Linked DNA regions of Siniperca chuatsi: region 2 is linked to region 1. The links are chromatin contacts, called in public Hi-C maps. All regions are on one chromosome and are shown on one strand. Each heading gives the region's core, a stretch centred on a gene start, on an enhancer-like site or on the middle of the called end of the contact. The rest is flanking DNA. Distances are from core to core; before and after follow the strand shown. Region 1 overlaps zfhx4 (zinc finger homeobox protein 4). Region 2 overlaps zfhx4 (zinc finger homeobox protein 4).

Region 1 (4,737 bases), core at 802-3,301:
GAGTTGTGGAGACACATGCTTGCTTGCCTGTATTAGATCAGACTGAGACCTACATTGGAAAAGATGTTGTTTTATAATACTGTTCACAATACATATCCCTGTAGTTACAAAATGGTCCAGAGAAATATTCATATTAATTGTGGCCAGGTGGGTGGGCATTTTGGAATTTTTTAAATCTTAAATCTCATAATTGTGAGTTTTAATAATAATAATAGAATAATTGAGAAGGTTTCCATGCAACTAAGGCTAAATTATTTGGTAAATTCATCTCATCTCTCATTACACTGTTTGTTTAAGCCCACAAGTCATGCATAATTAATTAGCCACTTATTCCCTGACAAGCCCTGCCAATGGCCTTGATATCCACATGCGATTGCCTTCAGGAATACCACATGCCAATCATGCCTCATATGAGATATACATGCATACACAGGCACATGCAGATGCTGACACACAGTAGCATACATGAACCGAAGAGAAAGTAAGGGTGACACAGATATCCTGATAAAAATACTATCATTGTTATCTTATCTATAAAGATTTTTTACTTTGTTTTATTTCCACAGATATACTATACTATCACTTTCCCTTCTTTCTCCATTTTTCCTTAAGGTCTATTGATGTGCATTTGTCCTGTGACTGGGCTCTCTGCCTTTTAAATCCCCGCCTTTGTCTTTGGCCAACAAGGAAGAGAATGTATCATTTGTCATGAGACGTCTTGTGCTATTGTGGTGTATTTTTTCTCAAACCTGGAGTAACTTAGTCATTCATCAACTTTTTTCCCCTCTTAACTCAGAGCTTGTCTTTTTAACTTCTCTTTGGATGAGGTAGTTGTGCATATATTTTTTCTGGATTTGATTTTACCTTGCCAGCTTTTACAACTATGAAAGTACTTTGTAGAGCAATCGATAAAATGTGGCATATAACCTTTTGTACTGTGCATTATTTTGTTGGTAAGTACATGAGGGACAAACCTTTCTAAAACAAAAGCCTGCTGAATGCTTTGTTGAATATGTAAGATGAGGACTTTGAGGCACTCACATGGACCTGAAGGGCTGAGCAAGTGTCCTTCATGGTGACTGCATCAAGGAGTATAGAGGACAAGCAATGTCACAGTCTGAAAGGTAAATGCAGCTTCAAGTCTACACCGAATAGATACATATGTACAGCAATAAAGTAAAAGTTTAGAAATATCAGTAAGGAGGCAGTTTCTCTTTGCTTTCGAATTGCCCAATCCCTGTTCTCCCCTCCCTACCTGACTGCCATGCCACAGAAAAGAACATCCAGAGATGCAAATGAAAGACGAGACAGAAAGCAACAGAGAACATGAGACAGAGACTCCAACAGAGATCCAAAGAGAAAGCAAATCAGTGAGACAATATGAGAGAAAGAGAGAGGCCTAATTTTTTCAACAGCCCATTTTATTTCACATAAACCTGAGAATCTTAGCCACCCCCAGGGCCCACAGGACCTCAGATCAAACAGAATGAGTCCTCGAACACACGGCCCCGATTGTTCTTTCCCCACCCTGCGAAATCCCCCCACTTCCACTTTGAAATGAAAAGAATAAACATATTATTCTAAATGAAATACCCAGACCCATGTTTTTCCATGGCTAATATCCTGTACGAGATGGCTGATGCAAAATAGGCAGGAGAGCCTGAGAACGGGATGGAGTACAGAGGGAAGAGAAAAATCCCCCTCTTTCTATTTTCCCTTAAGAGACTGATGAAGGCCTGGCGAGATGAGAGAGAGAGAGAGTGAGAGACAGACAGACATAGACATGAGAGAGTGAGAGAGAGAGAGAGAGAGAGAGAGAGACAGAGGGAGAGAGAGAGAGAGAGAGAGGGTAACGCAATCCTGACTGGCGCAGGACCAACAGCAACAAAAACATTTAGATAACCGCGCTCAATAATGAACGATTTCAATGAGGACAAAAATTACATTTCCTACAGATAACATGCCCCCTTCCCATAACAGAGCCTCGAAACCACGTCATGCTCAACAGTGGTGCACTGGAGTATTATGTTAGGGGAGGGTTGTAGTAACTATATTAGTATCCTTTTACCCCGCCAGAGACAGTACTTTACTGGTTGTAAGATAGAGTTGGCAGAGCTGAGAGAGACAGGGAGAAATATAGACCTTGTATGACAACTCTAGTTTCTAGCCTACACTAGTTTCACTGGAAAAGCAACAAATTACTCCTCAACCGACTCTGCCTGAGCTATACTGCTACCAGTAGCATGGCTCAAACGATTACCGATCTGCAATACACACTACAAGGGCCACTCAAAATAACACTCCACATACACATAACCAAGGATCGCTGCAGCACACTTGATCCTCACAGGTGGTGCAGGTCACAGCGAGAACACCATCCCCACCTTTCCCATCCACTAAGCACTCACTTCCTTTCAGTCTGTCAAGTTGCTGAGAGGGGAAGAGGCAAGAAAAGAGGAGATATAGCGTGGAAAGGAGGCAGAGAAAGAGAGAGGGAGTCTTTGTCCTCCTCCACTCAGCTCCAGCACGTTTCCTCCTCGGATCTGGCCAGCATTAGCATATGAAAGGCGAGGGAAGGCGTGCAAAAGGTCAAAGAAAGAGGATCCTGTCCAATGAGAGACAACAAAAACAGGCCACACCGGCCTTTGTGGCGTTCATGTTCTCCTCTAACCAACCTCGCACCCCTCCTCGACCCTGGATCATTTCCATACGCCAGATGCAATAGCAATGATGACGGTTGATCATAAATTACTCATAAAGTCGAGTCGGGTCATATGGAAGTCACGGTGGCAATTTTAAGCTGCGTCACCACCCTTGTACCCCCTCCTACCACTACCACCAGAGCTCACACACATGCAGGCATTCACATAAAACACACCTGCCTCGCAATTCCACAATTCCCTCTACCCAGACGGTATCCGACCAAATCCTTAGCAAACATCTCAACAAAGGAAAAAGTAAGAACAGTGTAGTTTGATTTGATCCATGAAAGCCGCTCCCTTCCTTCCATGTAAATGCTACCTGAGCCACATCCATCCACTACATAATTGCACACTTCAGTGCTTTAGGGATGCAGTTTAGTATATACATGGAGGCTTAGGGAGCCCAGAGTTTCCCAGTATCCACAGTTACTCTATTATCATACATATTGCCTCACATGACAGGTTCCATCTGCTGGCATCCGAACAAACAGCCAAAAACACCAGCCTGGTGTTTCCGGGTCCTCTCCAGCAAACACAGTCCTCTACCGGCAACAGTGGTCAGAGACAGAGGGCCTGTTGGGGAGAAACGGAAGAGAGGGAGGGAGAGAGAGAAGAGGGGTAGAGCATTTCATCTCTCTTTCATCTCTGTCACCCAGTCAAGCGTTCAATGCCCCATTCAGCGCCTGCCCAGCATTATGCAAAATAATGCTAATCCCCTTTCCCGTGCTTTCACACTTGTATAAACCGCCGTTCCTGCCTCTGAAAAGCAATTATATCAGTTTACGTTCCTGTCAAAAAACAGGATTAGCATGCAAGTACTAGTAGCACCAACTAGGCCCAATCTCTATCCACCTTTGGCTAGTGGGAAGCACAGAAAATTAAATGTTTGTCCACCCTCCCCCTTAAAAAAGAAAGTCCTGCTGCTTGGTTGGGGGCAGCTATAAAGATGTGTTGTAATTAGATATTTGGGTGGAATGAAAAGAAGGGCTGAACGTTTCAAAGGCAGAACTCCTTGTCCCTGTTATTTAGGCCCAAGCTTTTCTTTGCCAGAATCTCAGTCTTGTACAATAATCAAAAACAAATTCAGCTATGTCGCTACACAGAGCCATACCAGTCTCACAGTCCCGGTCTCGCTTCACAGACAGCAGTGTGTTACACATGTGACACACACAGACTGACACACACGACACACAACTGAACTGCTGTTGTCCCCTCCAACACATTGCCGCCACATGCGCACGACCTTGCCAATGCACGAGTGCACATGCAAACACACACACTGAGCAGACAAGGAAAGATGGCAGAGTATTTTTGAATATGCAAATGCTCGTACAAATGGAACGTGTGTAAATAGGAGTCATTGTGTGCTGGTTTAATCTGGACAGTCGGGCCTCTCTCTACCCCACTCATGTTTTGGGGGGAGAAGGATGCACACCCATCCTGACTGACGACAGATCAGGGGACATTAGTCAGCACAATTAGCCAGGTCGTCATGGCGACTAATGAAATTTGGCAAAGCGGCCAGCCAGAGACTTAAATGAGCTAGCTGGTTATGTGCTAGCACGGGGGGCTGGCTGGCTGGCTGCTGGCTGGTTGCCTTACACACACCCATTATTCTCTTTTCTGCCGTGGTGGTACAATGGAGTCACTTGTATCTCAGCCGATACCCACCGGCGATACAAGCTCTCCGCCTGACAATTTGCATATGTTAATATAATTAAGTGCTAATTACACTAAAACTCGCATATTCACAAGCACCCTCCCCAGGAGCTACGGAGGGGCTTGATCTCGTTCCAAGTCTTTAACCCTCCTCCGCCTCTCGCTCAGTGTGTGTGATAGAGAGAAAGTGTGTGTTAGCGGTGGTGCCCCAGGGCTGACAAAGGAAGCACCCCCCCCCCCCTTTGAGACATAATGCTGAGCTGCTGCGGACTTCTTAGCTTCTTCCCCTACAGGCCTCGCTGAACCAGGAGACCCTGACACTACTACTGCAGACCGTCAACCCCCCCCCACCACCACCACACACACACACACACAC
Region 2 (4,737 bases), core at 1,165-3,664, 49 kb before region 1:
TCTCTGACAACATGCTCAGTAAAAGCTTATGTACTTAAAATAAACTAAACTTTATGAGTTTAACCTTATTTTGTGTGAAACTGCTTGATATGATGTTTGCAAGAGATGACTGAACATTTTATATTAGCCTATTAAAGCAAATTAAACTCTCCCATTTTTTTAAAGGAGGAAAACAAGGCAAGGAGGATATGGGTCTGGTGAAAGTGGCCAGTGCTTGATCATGACATTACGAAACCACCATTTTATCTAACCTCTAGGGGGCAGTCTACCTGTAGCTAGACAGGACACAAGAGAAATGAGAGACAATGAACAGAGAGAAGGAAAGAGAGGGAGCAATGAGGGTGAAGAGTGAAAAAGAGAGAAAGAGAGGAAAGGAGGGGTGATCATCTGGGCCTCATCAGTGTTTTTTTCACTCCTTTCCCCTTCTTGTCGGTTAGATCTGTGGTGAGTGTGTGTGTGTGTGTGTGTGCGTGCATGCATACGGGGAATGTGTTTCCACACTGAGGACATTCCCAGACGAGCTCTCTCAATACATCAGCACAGTGTCTGCCCTCTGACTGACCCTGACAGTTACACACCACAAGAGTGTGTATGGGAGTGCGTGTGTGACCGTGTGTGTGCGCACATGTTTGAGCGTGTTTGTGTGGACGTGCGCCATTGATCAAGTGAGTGAGACAGTGACTGCATGTGTTTGCATGTGAGTTGTCATGTGCAAGAGTGTGTGTGTGTGTGTGTGCGAGAAAGAGAGCGAGAGACAGAGGGTTCTGCGGCAGGGACTCTTAACCATCAACTTAATCGCTACCAGAGGACACACAGAGCAAAACTTTCGCAGTCACCTTCGACTGCCTCTGTGCATACACACACACACACACACACACACACACACACAGGGAGTGGGTCAGGCTGTGGACGGTGTGTGATTTTGGCAGCCTGGTGGGACTCTCTTTGATGTGGGTCGGTCGGAACATTAAAGCCGGCCGGTGAGCTTGAGCTAACCACAGACCCTGGGTCCGATTACCCTGCAACCAACACCAGCCTATATTTAACAGAGGAAGAATAATTAAGTGACTCCTGATCAGGGATACAGCCAAATCAGTCTGGTTTTACATTTAACTATTAATTGGTAGCAAGTGTAACCAATTAGGTCCCTGGATGAATGACTCTCTAAATACCTCCTGAAATCCCCAAACACAACATATGTGGTTTACGTGATTTTAGAAGAAAATAATATGTTGAATTATTTCGGTACAAATTTTAGTACAAAAATATTTTACAAATGCTCATGTTACTTCGAAACATCACAGTCAAAAATAAAATAGAAAAACAAGTTTCGGACAGATAGATGCAGGATGATAGTGAGAAAGACAAACAGAAAGAGATGTTTGGAAAGAAAAAATGGAGGAATAGACATATGGGAGATGGAGACAATGGGAAAATGTTTGTGTGTGTGTGTGTGTGTGTGTGTGCCCTCTAGCTGTATAATGACCTGCTCTGAGACCACTCGCTCCCCTTCCCGTCTCCCCCAAGGGCCCATAACTGCCATGCCGGGTCATTATGTGCCCAGTGGAGGACTCAACCGTACAGCACACAACCGCAGAGCAATGCCACGCCAAGAAACTGGACACGGAGGCTCCAAAATGGCTGAATTCATTAGCTGGGCCGAGCTGCCTCTAATTTGCTTCCTTAGGGCTAGAATGGTGCTCATTAAAGGGGTAAAGGAGTAAAAAAAATCATTTTTTCCCATTATTGTTTATGGTAAATCACAGACACTATGAAAGCGGAGCATCCAGTGAAATGGTACTTGCTGCCAAAGAAAATATCATGAGAAATATATGAGAAATGCTGTAACAACTAGAATGAGAAACTCATACTGTATAGCTGTTAGGACTCTATATGCTACAATATTATCAGTGCTGTTGTGTTATATGTCTAAAAATAATAATAAAGACTAGATATGGTCTGTGTCCAGTGTATCTGTGGTAGTAATGCAGCCTTAATATTTTGTGTAACACCCATGACTGCCATGTCTCCCCCACTTAGCCATGATGTTGACGCTGATTTCTTCTTACAACTCTGGTCATGTCCCCTGTGAGACCACGTGTGCGTGTGTGTATGTGTGTGTGTGTGTGTGTGTGTGCAAGCAATAGGGGCCCTGTGATGTCACATTCCTGCGCCGCGCGTGGCTCTAGTTTGGCCTCTAGGTTTTAAAGGGGAAAGCTTTGAAACATTACACCATCCCACACAGTCACAGCCATGCGCACACGCACACACACACAGTCAAGGGCCAGTGGTAATACTGCCAGGGTAATAACCTTACAGACTTACTGATCTCCCTCCCTCCCGTTCTCTCACCCTCAAATCTTTATTTACCCTACTCTCCCTCTTTATTCTCCCTCTCTCCCTTCGTTCTCTCTGTACCTTTCCCCCCGAATTTCAGCGCGTTTAACAAGCATTTAGATCTTAACCAGATGTTGTTAATGTAGCATGTCTAAAATACTAAACATCAACCCAGCGGAGAGGGGCTACAGCTCCTGCACAGGGCCTGGGAATAACTGACACACATATGCACACACACCTGCACTCGCTCACACACACCTATACCCGAAACCCTGTGCACATAACATACATTTACTCCTACACAGCGTTCAATGTATTTCATGCACAGAGGTCCACAGCCCACATGCTAACATGTAAACACACACACACCAGTACAAGCAAACACACGTGTTTCCATCCACACGCTCCAATCCACCCACACCCACCCACTTATTGCTTAAAACACATGAGAACTTATTACACCAGCAAAAAATATCTATTGTTTCAGGTCGACTCTGAAAGCCAGACAATAGGATTGTCACATTTAATACGCTCCTGGTGTGAATGTCAATAAGTTGAACTGACAGAATAAGCTGAAAAAATGACTTTTGTGTAAAAAACGCTTGTATCAGCAGCTCCAAATTTGCTTTGTTGTTGTCAATTACGACTTCCTGAGACACTTCATTGTATTTTCTCTCACTCAAATTGCCCGCTCTGCTGTCTTGCAGGCGACTAACAAAACACCTATTACTATATTGAAAAAAGAAGAAGGAAAAAAGAAAATCATATGAATAAACATAGCCAAGATTAAAGGCTTGCATGCCTTGCTTGCTGCGCAGACAGAAACTGTTGTTTCGTGTTAAGAGGGGTTTCATTTTCAGTGCTGTGAGCACTGGGGGGGTGGGGGTGGGAGGGGGTGGGTGATGTTAATGATTCTTTAATAGCAAATACAAAAGGTTTTCACAGGACAAAAATATGGCTTCAAAAGGTTCAGTGGTGAAAAAAAAAATTGCTGCAACACCTGGCCTTATACAATCGGCTAGCACACCTACTGTACACCTCCACACGTGTGCACACACACACACAACAAACACCTGCATCTTACACAACAGCCATATTGCATTTCGGCTGTTTGAATCACCTTAGGCTGAGTAGGTGAATTGAGGAGGCGGCACGGCAAGCTTACTGAGGGATTTAGGAATAATTTGAAAAGAAGATTCCTCTCCTCTGTTTCATCTCCCCTCCATCTCTTTCTCTATTTTCAGTTTTTCCTGGTCTTTTATGATTCCTCGGTCCAATATTTATCTAGCCCCTGATTATAAACATCTGGCCGATGGGGCAGTCTGCACAGCGGCAGCCGCAAAACACACACACTCTCAGAGAGTCACACACATAGTGGAAATATCACACACGCTCACCAACGTGACCCTGTCAGGTCCAGACCGGAGGACGGAGGGAGGGGGAAACAGAAAGAGAGAGTCGGACCAGACAGAGACAGAGAGAGAACTAGGAGCTGAGGGTTAATGGCCTTCCCATCTCTGTGATAAGAATTCATTCTGTTCTATTACCAGCACTTATCTACAGAGGCTGCTGTCTTTCCCCTCTCTCTCCCTCAAAAACATACACACACACACACACACACACACACACACACACACGCACGCACAGCGAGGGTCTGAGATCGATAGATGAACCTAATGAAGAAAGCAGCTGTTTCTCGGCATACCTGCTCAACTCTATCAGCCCAACAAGATCTCCTTGCCACATTCATCTGTCTATCTATCCATCCATTTATCTATCCACCTATCTATCCATCTGTCCATCTATTTTTATATATTTTCACACAACTATCCATCCGTATACCTATCCTATCTGTTCCTCAGTGCCTCCATTTATCCCTCTATCTGTCCATCCATCACTACACTGGTAAACAAAGATACCAGCAGGATAGATATAGTTTCCAATTGACCAGAATGGTCCTTGTCATGTATTCAAGGTTTATTTATTTTCCGGGAACTAATACGAGGCAGAGAATCAGGGAATCTAATAAAATGGCTGCCATGGTTTAAGAGAATGGCTGTGTGTGTGTGTGTGTGTGTGTGTGTGTGTGTGTGTGTGTGTGTGTGTGTGTGTGTGTGTGTGTCTATGCTTAAAATAGGCCTGTGACGGGCAGTGGCCAAATGGATAATGCTTAAACAGATCTTTATCCTATTGGGCTACTGTCCCGTTTTTAGCTGCATAAAAAACATCTGCTTTCAGAGCCACCAAAAACAAGACTGTAATCTTGGATGGAAATCAAAGAAAACATTTAAGTAGATAGAAAGGACAGATTAAAATACCGTTATATGATAAGTTATGCTATTGTTGTTTTTTAAATTGGTGTGCAGTTTTCCATTTCTTAAAAATACAATTTTGAGATTT

The links. Hi-C and Micro-C count contacts between places; a contact is called where the count stands out from the background.
Region 2: a Hi-C map of liver shows a contact between it and region 1, with 2.3 times the contacts expected there. The contact joins two enhancer-like sites. A contact is called at or near these places in 2 of 3 Hi-C or Micro-C datasets (liver and skeletal muscle).

Annotation. Positions count from the first base shown.
Region 1 is chrLG19:12,018,220-12,022,956 of ASM2008510v1, reverse strand. The region is part of intron 1 of zfhx4 (zinc finger homeobox protein 4); the gene reads right to left. Among protein-coding and RNA genes, the nearest start is that of LOC122866228, 16 kb to the right of the region's middle. Within about 2 kb of position 2,051, the one cell type or tissue checked has an H3K27ac peak away from gene starts, as active enhancers do. A contact at or near this core is called in liver, where this site is marked.
Region 2 is chrLG19:12,067,733-12,072,469 of ASM2008510v1, reverse strand. The region is part of intron 6 of zfhx4 (zinc finger homeobox protein 4); the gene reads right to left. Among protein-coding and RNA genes, the nearest start is that of pex2, 47 kb to the left of the region's middle. Within about 2 kb of position 2,414, the one cell type or tissue checked has an H3K27ac peak away from gene starts, as active enhancers do. A contact at or near this core is called in liver, where this site is marked.